Regions from separate parts of the Zea mays genome. Here region 1 is linked to region 2. Evidence: chromatin contacts called from public Hi-C data. All regions are on one chromosome and are shown on one strand. Each heading gives the region's core, a stretch centred on a gene start, on an enhancer-like site or on the middle of the called end of the contact. The rest is flanking DNA. Distances are from core to core; before and after follow the strand shown.

What was found. Hi-C and Micro-C count contacts between places; a contact is called where the count stands out from the background.
Region 1: a Hi-C map of tassel shows a contact between it and region 2, with 5 times the contacts expected there. The contact joins the promoter of LOC100276295 here to the promoter of LOC100194121 in region 2. A contact is called at or near these places in 3 of 25 Hi-C or Micro-C datasets (ear, leaf and tassel).

The regions. Positions count from the first base shown.
Region 1 is chr8:11,317,384-11,321,451 of Zm-B73-REFERENCE-NAM-5.0, reverse strand. It overlaps LOC100276295, which reads left to right and starts at 1,582. Exons shown (of 3, transcript NM_001150119.2): 1 at 1,582-1,747; 2 at 1,846-2,002; 3 at 3,191-4,068. The coding sequence starts at 1,861. The coding sequence ends at 3,981.
Region 2 is chr8:10,717,436-10,721,289 of Zm-B73-REFERENCE-NAM-5.0, reverse strand. LOC100194121 reads left to right here and starts at 1,288. Exons shown (of 9, transcript NR_183225.1): 1 at 1,288-1,706; 2 at 1,803-1,909; 3 at 2,574-2,815; 4 at 3,603-3,674; 5 at 3,817-3,854.

The DNA of each region.
Region 1 (4,068 bases), core at 333-2,832, 600 kb before region 2:
CACGAATTGAATGAACTTAAGTCTATGACATGCTGTAATATCCAAAATTCTATTTTAGGAATTAGGATGATTCTACAACAAATTAATAAATATATATTAATGTCTTTTAATAAGAACTTTCTTTCCTTTAAAGTTAAATCTCCTAAAGATAAATGTGTTTTATAATAAAAATATTAAATAAAAATAATATTATATGGACTAGGTTATCCCTGTGTTGAAGTGCATATTTAAACACAGTCTCTAAAAAATAAGTTAAGCTATCTCTTAACAAAGATTTTTTAGGAATTATATTTTCATAAAACAAGTATATTGTGTGTAATATGAATTATGTTAATATTCATACATGTTAATGTAATATGAATTATGTTAATATTCATACATGTTTTATAGAATGCAAATATGAATGAATTAACGAGATGCAATTACTATCTTCGTTCCTTGCATTCCTGTTTACACATTAAATGATGAAGGTATGTCATTCATGACCTTCGTCTGATGAGCATTATATCTATGAGAAGATTATGCTTCGGAAGATGAAGGTCCCTAATAATTAACAATTGTGTTGCCTCGTTCTTGATTCACAGCATTTGAGAACGAGTGACCAACATACACTAACAAAGACCACCTTAAAAAATGTTGTTTTATGAGGCGATCACCTTAAAATGTTCACCTTTGAAAATCAATTTAAATAGACAGATGTATGAAGACAATCGTCTCTATTAATCAAGCCCCCATAAATTATTTCTAGAGAGTAGAGACGAACATTTTTCTGGGGCTCCGCTGACCATTAACATATTATCTCGCAAAAATCATTTTTATAATAGTCTAAGCAAAGACATGTTTCATATAAAATTGGTTTTATATTTTTTTTTCCACGTTAAAAGATTTTTTCTATGGTTAAATCAAATTATGAAAGTTTTATCTTAATGTTTTTTTCTAGATTTTTTTTTTCTAAAAAATCTACAGCTTTCTGTTAAACTTTAATTGACTACCAAGAAATTTTGCTTTTTATCTTCCTCGTGGTTAATGTGATGACATATCAATCAAAATATTTTTTTAAATCGCTCAAACAGTAAATTTGACCGTTTAAAAATTCTAAGAATCTAAAAATCTAGTTTTTCATTAAGGGAGGCAAATCGAACTTGCAGAATACTTGAAGAGGCCGTATATACAATTTTTCTTGTTATGTACTCTCTTTTTAAAAAATGGTTATGAGATCTGTTCTAGTCATGTAATCAAATATATAATCAATATTTATGTCTTCAAATAAATTTATTATAAGAATATATTATATAATTATTACTTATTATTAATGTTTTATTATAACTAATATCATTTTTATAATTTGAGTCAAAGTTTAAATTATTTGACTTCTCTAAAAACGAAATGTCCAAATCGTTTTTTTTTTGGATCGTGGGAAGAGGTAAACATGTGAAGCCAATATGCAAGCTGCACCAGGTCCATATCATCAATCAATGAGGCCCATGATCATCAGCCCACGGCCCCTTCTCGAGCACCTGCCGTCGTGTGCGCCTCCGCCAGGCCAGGCCGCCTGCGCCGCGTCTGACGTATCTGCCCTTTCCCGCGGCACGCGGCCGAAGGCGTCGTTCCCCCTTCCCCACCGCCTCTTCGCCCGCCGGACGCAAGCCGCCGCAGCTAGCCCGACGCGGACTGAGGAAGCCAACAGGGCGCCAACCGCTGCCACAGCAACTCGCCAGCCGAGTTCTGAAACCACCGAAGGACCTAGGTAAGGATCGACGCTTCAACCCCATTTCCATTGCGCCAACTCTGCCCTCCACCCTGACAAGATTTTCCTCCACTCTGGTCTTTGGATATCGTTGTCAGGCTTCCCACCTATTCATGGCCCGCTGCCTCGTCGCCCGCCACTTACTCCCGCACCTCCGCCTCCGTGCGCCGCGTCTCCTGTCTGTTCCACCGCCGACGCTGGGCATGCTTATCCGCGGTGTCGAAGTGTCGTTTCCTTCGGTTCAGGCGCTTCAAGGTGCAGGCTGTTCGAATTCAGTTGCTTTCTCTTTCCCCCTTCCGGTCTTTGGTGAAGAATAATATGACTTTTATGTCATGGAGCACGATTGGGACGCATGCATCATCGCCACCACCTGCACCTGAAAGTTGCATAATGACGCAGTATTGTTATGCTACAGTGTGCCTAATCCAATTCACTTCATAACAGTGGAGTGTCTGATCTAATTAGTTGAGTCTACTGAGTGGGGCCGTAGTCTGTAGTAACTGTATGCTCAGTGCAGCCGTAGTTTGTTGTGTGCTTGATTCTGTTTACCTGATTTGGGGAAAGAAGATATATAATTGAAGTCTGACACTCTTGCTCTACACTGTATGTTTCGCCTTGGGGGGAAAATGACCAAGTATTTCCTAAGGTTAGGATAACGCAATACTGGGATTTTCAGATGCGCAGAGCACGCCAAAACCTCAGCACTTTCTTCTTTTCTGGTGAAGTGGATTTACGCTACTTGGGCATTTCCCCCCTGTTCGATCCATTATGAAGTGCTCGTGGGTGATGCATAGAGATGGTAGCTCAACTATAGATGGTATGTATTTGTGTTATAGGCTATACCGCTATAGAATTCAGGAGCTGATTTGTTTATTGCAATTCATTGGGACATTATATATGCTCCACAAGGTCAGTAATTTGTTTGAAACCTTTTGTTGCTTCATTTGAATGAGGGTAGCTTGCCAAATACCCCCTCTGACCCCAAAAGTAGGTTGTTCAGGACTGCGACAGTCTCAAATGTGACAGTCTGACTTGCAAAATTTATTAAAGTATAACATTTCTTTTATCGAACATGCAGGAGAGCTGCGTATCTTTGTATTAAGAAGGATAAATAATATACCAATTCAAATAGTGAAATTTATATATTATGTAAGTATTTCCATGATGAATATGATGTCATTTACCATGTATTGTGAATCTATATAACTTGTTGTCTGTGGTTCAAGTTAAAATTTGACTGGATAGTACCCTAAAACAACATACATTTGGAATTTGAAGTAATGGTAGATGATTCAATAAAAGGTGCATTGCTTGATTTAATGTGGTCATGGAGGCAAACTAATAGTTTGATCACTCTAGAATGGTATAGTTTTTTTTTTTTTGTCAATGGATAAACAAACCTTTACGGAGTACAATTTATACTGAAGGGAACTTCTTATCCAGGAACCCGATCCTTTGCTGACGATCGCTCACACTATGATCTGTTTGGTAAAAGAAGGCCTGGGGATGAAGAGTTCAGAAAAGCCTGGCAGGAGGACGTAGATGAAGAGGACTGTCTGTGGACAGGTAGTGAAGATGATGACGACGACGAAGAGAGCGATACAAAACTGGAGAGGGAAATTAAGAAAGTGAAGAGGCAAGCGAAGGAAAATTCAAACCTTATTGATGCTGATGACAGTGACGAGTTAAGAAGTATATGCCCTGAGAGTGATGAAGATGATATGACTCTCTGGAGTGGCAGTGAAGACGACGACGACGACGATATTCCCTCTGAGGCACATCCTAGTGAACGCAGTGACTCATATCTTGATAAGGTGTTTGAATTTGAGGAGTCACCAAAGTACCACACAATCTCAGAGCTGTTGAAAGCAGAGAACGAACCACCTGAGCTATCTCCGGGAAAGCAAGCAAGGAAACTTGCTGTAGAAAATGCTCTTAAGAAGTTAAAGAAAGGCCCTGATGGACGCTACATTAACGTATTTGATGTTGTTACTGATATAGATATCCTGATTGGTGCATTTGAGAACATTGTTTCAGGACCAGAATATGCAGAACTGCGGGAGGGTGGACCAAAAAAGCTCAATATACAGTTCTTTAAGGATATACAGGCACGCATGAGGGACCCAAATTTCAAGTTTTCTCCAGAGTTGAAGTTAAAGCCAAAGAGTAAGTTAGTGTCTAGGAAAAAATGGCAGAAAGCCAAAGCTAGGAAGAGGAAAAATGACAGACGTTGAGGTGATCATACCTCGTAATGTATTCATCTCTCTTTCCCACATCAGAATGCTTTCTTCAGATGGTTCAAGTATTATCTGTAGTGTTAT
Region 2 (3,854 bases), core at 39-2,538:
ATATGAGTGTGGAGTGGAGGAGAGGGAGGACGCGAGAGCGCTCGCATCCGGTCGTTTTGGTAGAGCGAGAGCATCCCAAATATTTGCCATATATAGACTCCAGCAGTCACTCCTCTCCTCTATTGGAAACCAAACATCAAAAAAATAAGAATGGAGCCGTTCCATTCATTTCTGCTTCTCAACCAAACACGTCATAAAGTATTGTATCCGTTCTTTTTTGTTTGTCGTGATTTAGTTATTAAAAAATAAGCTAGCGGGCAACAAATATTCTATAGTGGAGATAGTAATATTTTTTTTTCGGTTTAAAAAAATAATGGAGTTCGTTTCCTCTTTGTTGATTTACTTCTCGTCGCTTCCCTAACTTTGTTTGCAAGGGTTAAAAGGACAAAGACGGTTTTTTTTTGCTCCTTTAATTAACTCGCAAGGTTTACCAGCCATCACTCGACATCACGTATTTGCATCGCTCAGAAAAAGGCAACGCGAAAGTCAAACTTAAATCTTCTTTAGAATTTCTCAATTCTATCCAACCCTGAAAATGATTTGAATTTTTAAAGAATACAAATTTCCGGAGGCCTCCGGCTGGAGAGTGGGCATCGTGGTTTAGCGGCAACGGGTAGTGGGTGTAGCAGTCGCGGGAAACGCGTGCAAAGCGGTTAGCCTACTGCTTCCTACTACTCTGCTCCGAGTCCTAGCTAGGGCAGTGGTGGTGGTGGGCCACCGATAAGGAAAAGGAACCCGTCTGCGTTCTTCCAAGTACACGGAGAATCCTGCCGGCCGGATAATGATGGATGGCACATCTCAGCCGTCCATGGTCCATTACAGTGGTAATAACTAGCTCTAGCAGCTCCCATGCCATTCCACGCGCGGCGACAACTCCTGTACTGTACACCGTCATTGTTGCACCGTTATTAGACAGACCATCGGGACATCTCATCCATAAATGTGACTAGACTAGACTAGACAATGGCAGCAGGATTACCGCTGTCTAAGGCCCTGTTCGGTTATTTGGGATTAGAGACCCGGATTAATTTCTAGCCAGATTATTTCTCTAATTTATATAGATTTTGATGAGCTGGAATGAATCCTAGCTTATTCCGTTACAACCGAACGGGCCCTAAGGACGATATCGGCAATCTTACTAGTACTGTTTTTACTGCTACCCAAAAGCATGACCAATTTACCACGATCGAAAGAGAAGGCTCCTTTTTCAGGAGGGGAAAAAAAGTCAAATGGGAAAAGTGACCAAGTACTAAATAAATAGGAGGCCATTCTAGTTCTACGGAAGCATACAAAACAGCTGCAGTTTCAGTGAAGCTGTTGCCGGGCGATGATACGATATGATATGATGTAATAGGATACCAGTGCCATTTCCCACCCATTAACCTTACCTTGCCTCTCTTCTAATTTAAACCTCTGCTGCAAGGGAGCGAGAGAGAGAGAGAGAGGAGAGGCACACAGCGCGCAGAGAGACTAGAGAGAGAGGGTTTGTCCTCCTGCCTGCCTTGGCTTGGCTAGCTTGGCCTCCCCTCCACCTCCATCGGTGTATTACATCCGAGGGCACTCCATCTCTTGCGTCCCTTAACCCCTCCACCAATCCAATCCAATCCCTTAACCCCGCACCGAATCCAGACTTCGAAGCTTCCTCTTCCTCCCGGTCCCGGCCCCGGCCCCGGCCCCGGAGCCCTGTTCTTGGTACTTAGGACAAGGTAAAGATTTGGTTTTTTCTTCTCCCCGTCATCTGGTTCCTCTTCTTCTTCTTCCTGGCGCTGCTGTGTTACTCAGTTAGTTTTAATACTCGCCAGACGCTCCGAGACCCTCGAGATTGAGAGCTCGCTCGCTCGCTCGGTGTCTTCGCCAGCTGCCCACCCTCCTTCCTGCTCGTCCCCCCGCTCGCGCCTCCTCTTCCTCGGTGAGTCTCGGTTTCTTGCTGTTCAGACATTTTTTCTTCTTCTTCTTCTTCTTCTGTCCGTGGTGTACCGTCGATGCAACGCTAATTAAACGCGCTTTCCTCGCACCCCTTGTGCGGCATTTAGCAACCACCAACTCTCATCAATTCGTTCTCCTCCCACAGAAAAGTGGCAGCTTTTTATTCGTCCCACCATATGTTGCCGTGCGCTCCGAGCGTGGAGGGTTTTACCTGTTCTTGGTACACTTGCCGGTTTCGATCCACATCTCACAGCTTTGGCCTCTCTCGGCACAGCGGCTGTAATCCCACTAATCTGATCCCCATTTCTTGCGGTTATCAGTTTGGTATATATATTTTTTTTAAAAAATGAATTACTATTATTTCCAACAAGCGGTTCCGGTTAGTTTCTGTCAGTCAGTTCCTATATCATAAGGGAGCAGTTGCCCGGTTTCCTTGGACATTTGGATCCCCACCGCCTGCGACCGCGTGCTCCTCATTGGGTTTGGCTTCTTGGTCTGCCTCTGGTTACTCTTACCGATGTTTCAAACACAATTTCAATCTGTCAGTTGCGATTGCGTTTGATTGCTTTTTCTGCATCGAGTGTCTGCAATTCGCGAGGATGGTGGCATTGTTTCTGTGAACTGAACCATGGATCACGTGCTCGTAGGACTGATGGGCGACCATCTCGCGTTGATCGTGGACCGGCTGCTGACAGAGTCGACGCTGGAGGCGGCGATCGGCGGTGGGAAGCACATGGTCGATCTGCGTCAGGAGACGGTGGATGTCGAGTACTGCCATCGCGGGCTAGGCGGCGGCTCGGCGACCAAGGTGGTGGAGTGCAGGATTTGCCAGGAGGAGGACTGGGACACCTGCATGGAGGCCCCCTGCGCCTGTTGTGGCAGCCTCAAGGTACCTGACCTTTTTACTCACGCTATTTTTTTTTATTTGAGACCAAAATAAATGCTCTTGGTTAGACAGCAGATTCATGATCTTGCTATGGTGATTATGCAACTGTGTCTCAGTTTCTAAAAAATTGTCTTACAGTTCCTGTTGTCAAATGAAAAGCCGATCCTTCTTTTCAGTAGAAGATGTAGTTGTTGCCACTTGTTGCTACAGTACAATTATGTTGGGCCTCTTTAGATTTTAAAATTGGGCACTAGTTAATATAGTTGACCTAGCATGAGAAATTGTTGGCTTCTATGGTTGGGGTTAGATGTTGTAGGTTGGGCAGTTAGGACTTGGGGGAGTTCCATGTTAACTTGAGGTTGAGGCCTTGAGGGTCATCGGGGACAAGATCTGTGAACCAAATCAACTGTGTTTGTGTCAATGTAGCTTAGAAGGCACTGTCTATTATGTTATGTAGTGGACCTTCCTATTTGACAGTGATGTTATAGTGCGTTGAAATATATAGGGAAGGGGGAGGTGTTGGTGTTTTTCAAAAGATAGGGGGGTGGAGGGAGCTATCTGTTTGAGTGTGACCTTCACGCAATGTGTGCCCTCACTGTATGTGCAAGACAAGAATGTAGTTGAAGCTTAACAGCAACGGAAACACCCTGCTCTTGATCTTATTGCGCGTTCTTGTTTCTGACAGTGGACATATTACCATGCTGTGTGAGAAATGGACTAAGAATAAGATGTACTTTTCAGTTAGCTAGAGTGATTGAATGAAATCAAGCTATTAGTTCCTTTCTTGCAGTATGCGCATCGGAAATGCATTCAGCGCTGGTGCAATGAGAAAGGCGACACTATGTGTGAAATATGCCTGCAGGTAAGAACTTTTAGGAGATCTATGCATATTGTTTATAGGTTAGAAAATTTCAACTGGTGATACAGTTTTAAGTTTTAACATATGTGCAACTATGGAAACATGCCTATGGATTTAATTTTGATATGTTTCTTTAGCAATTCAGGCCAGGTTATACTTCTCCACAACAGCTGTTTCACTATG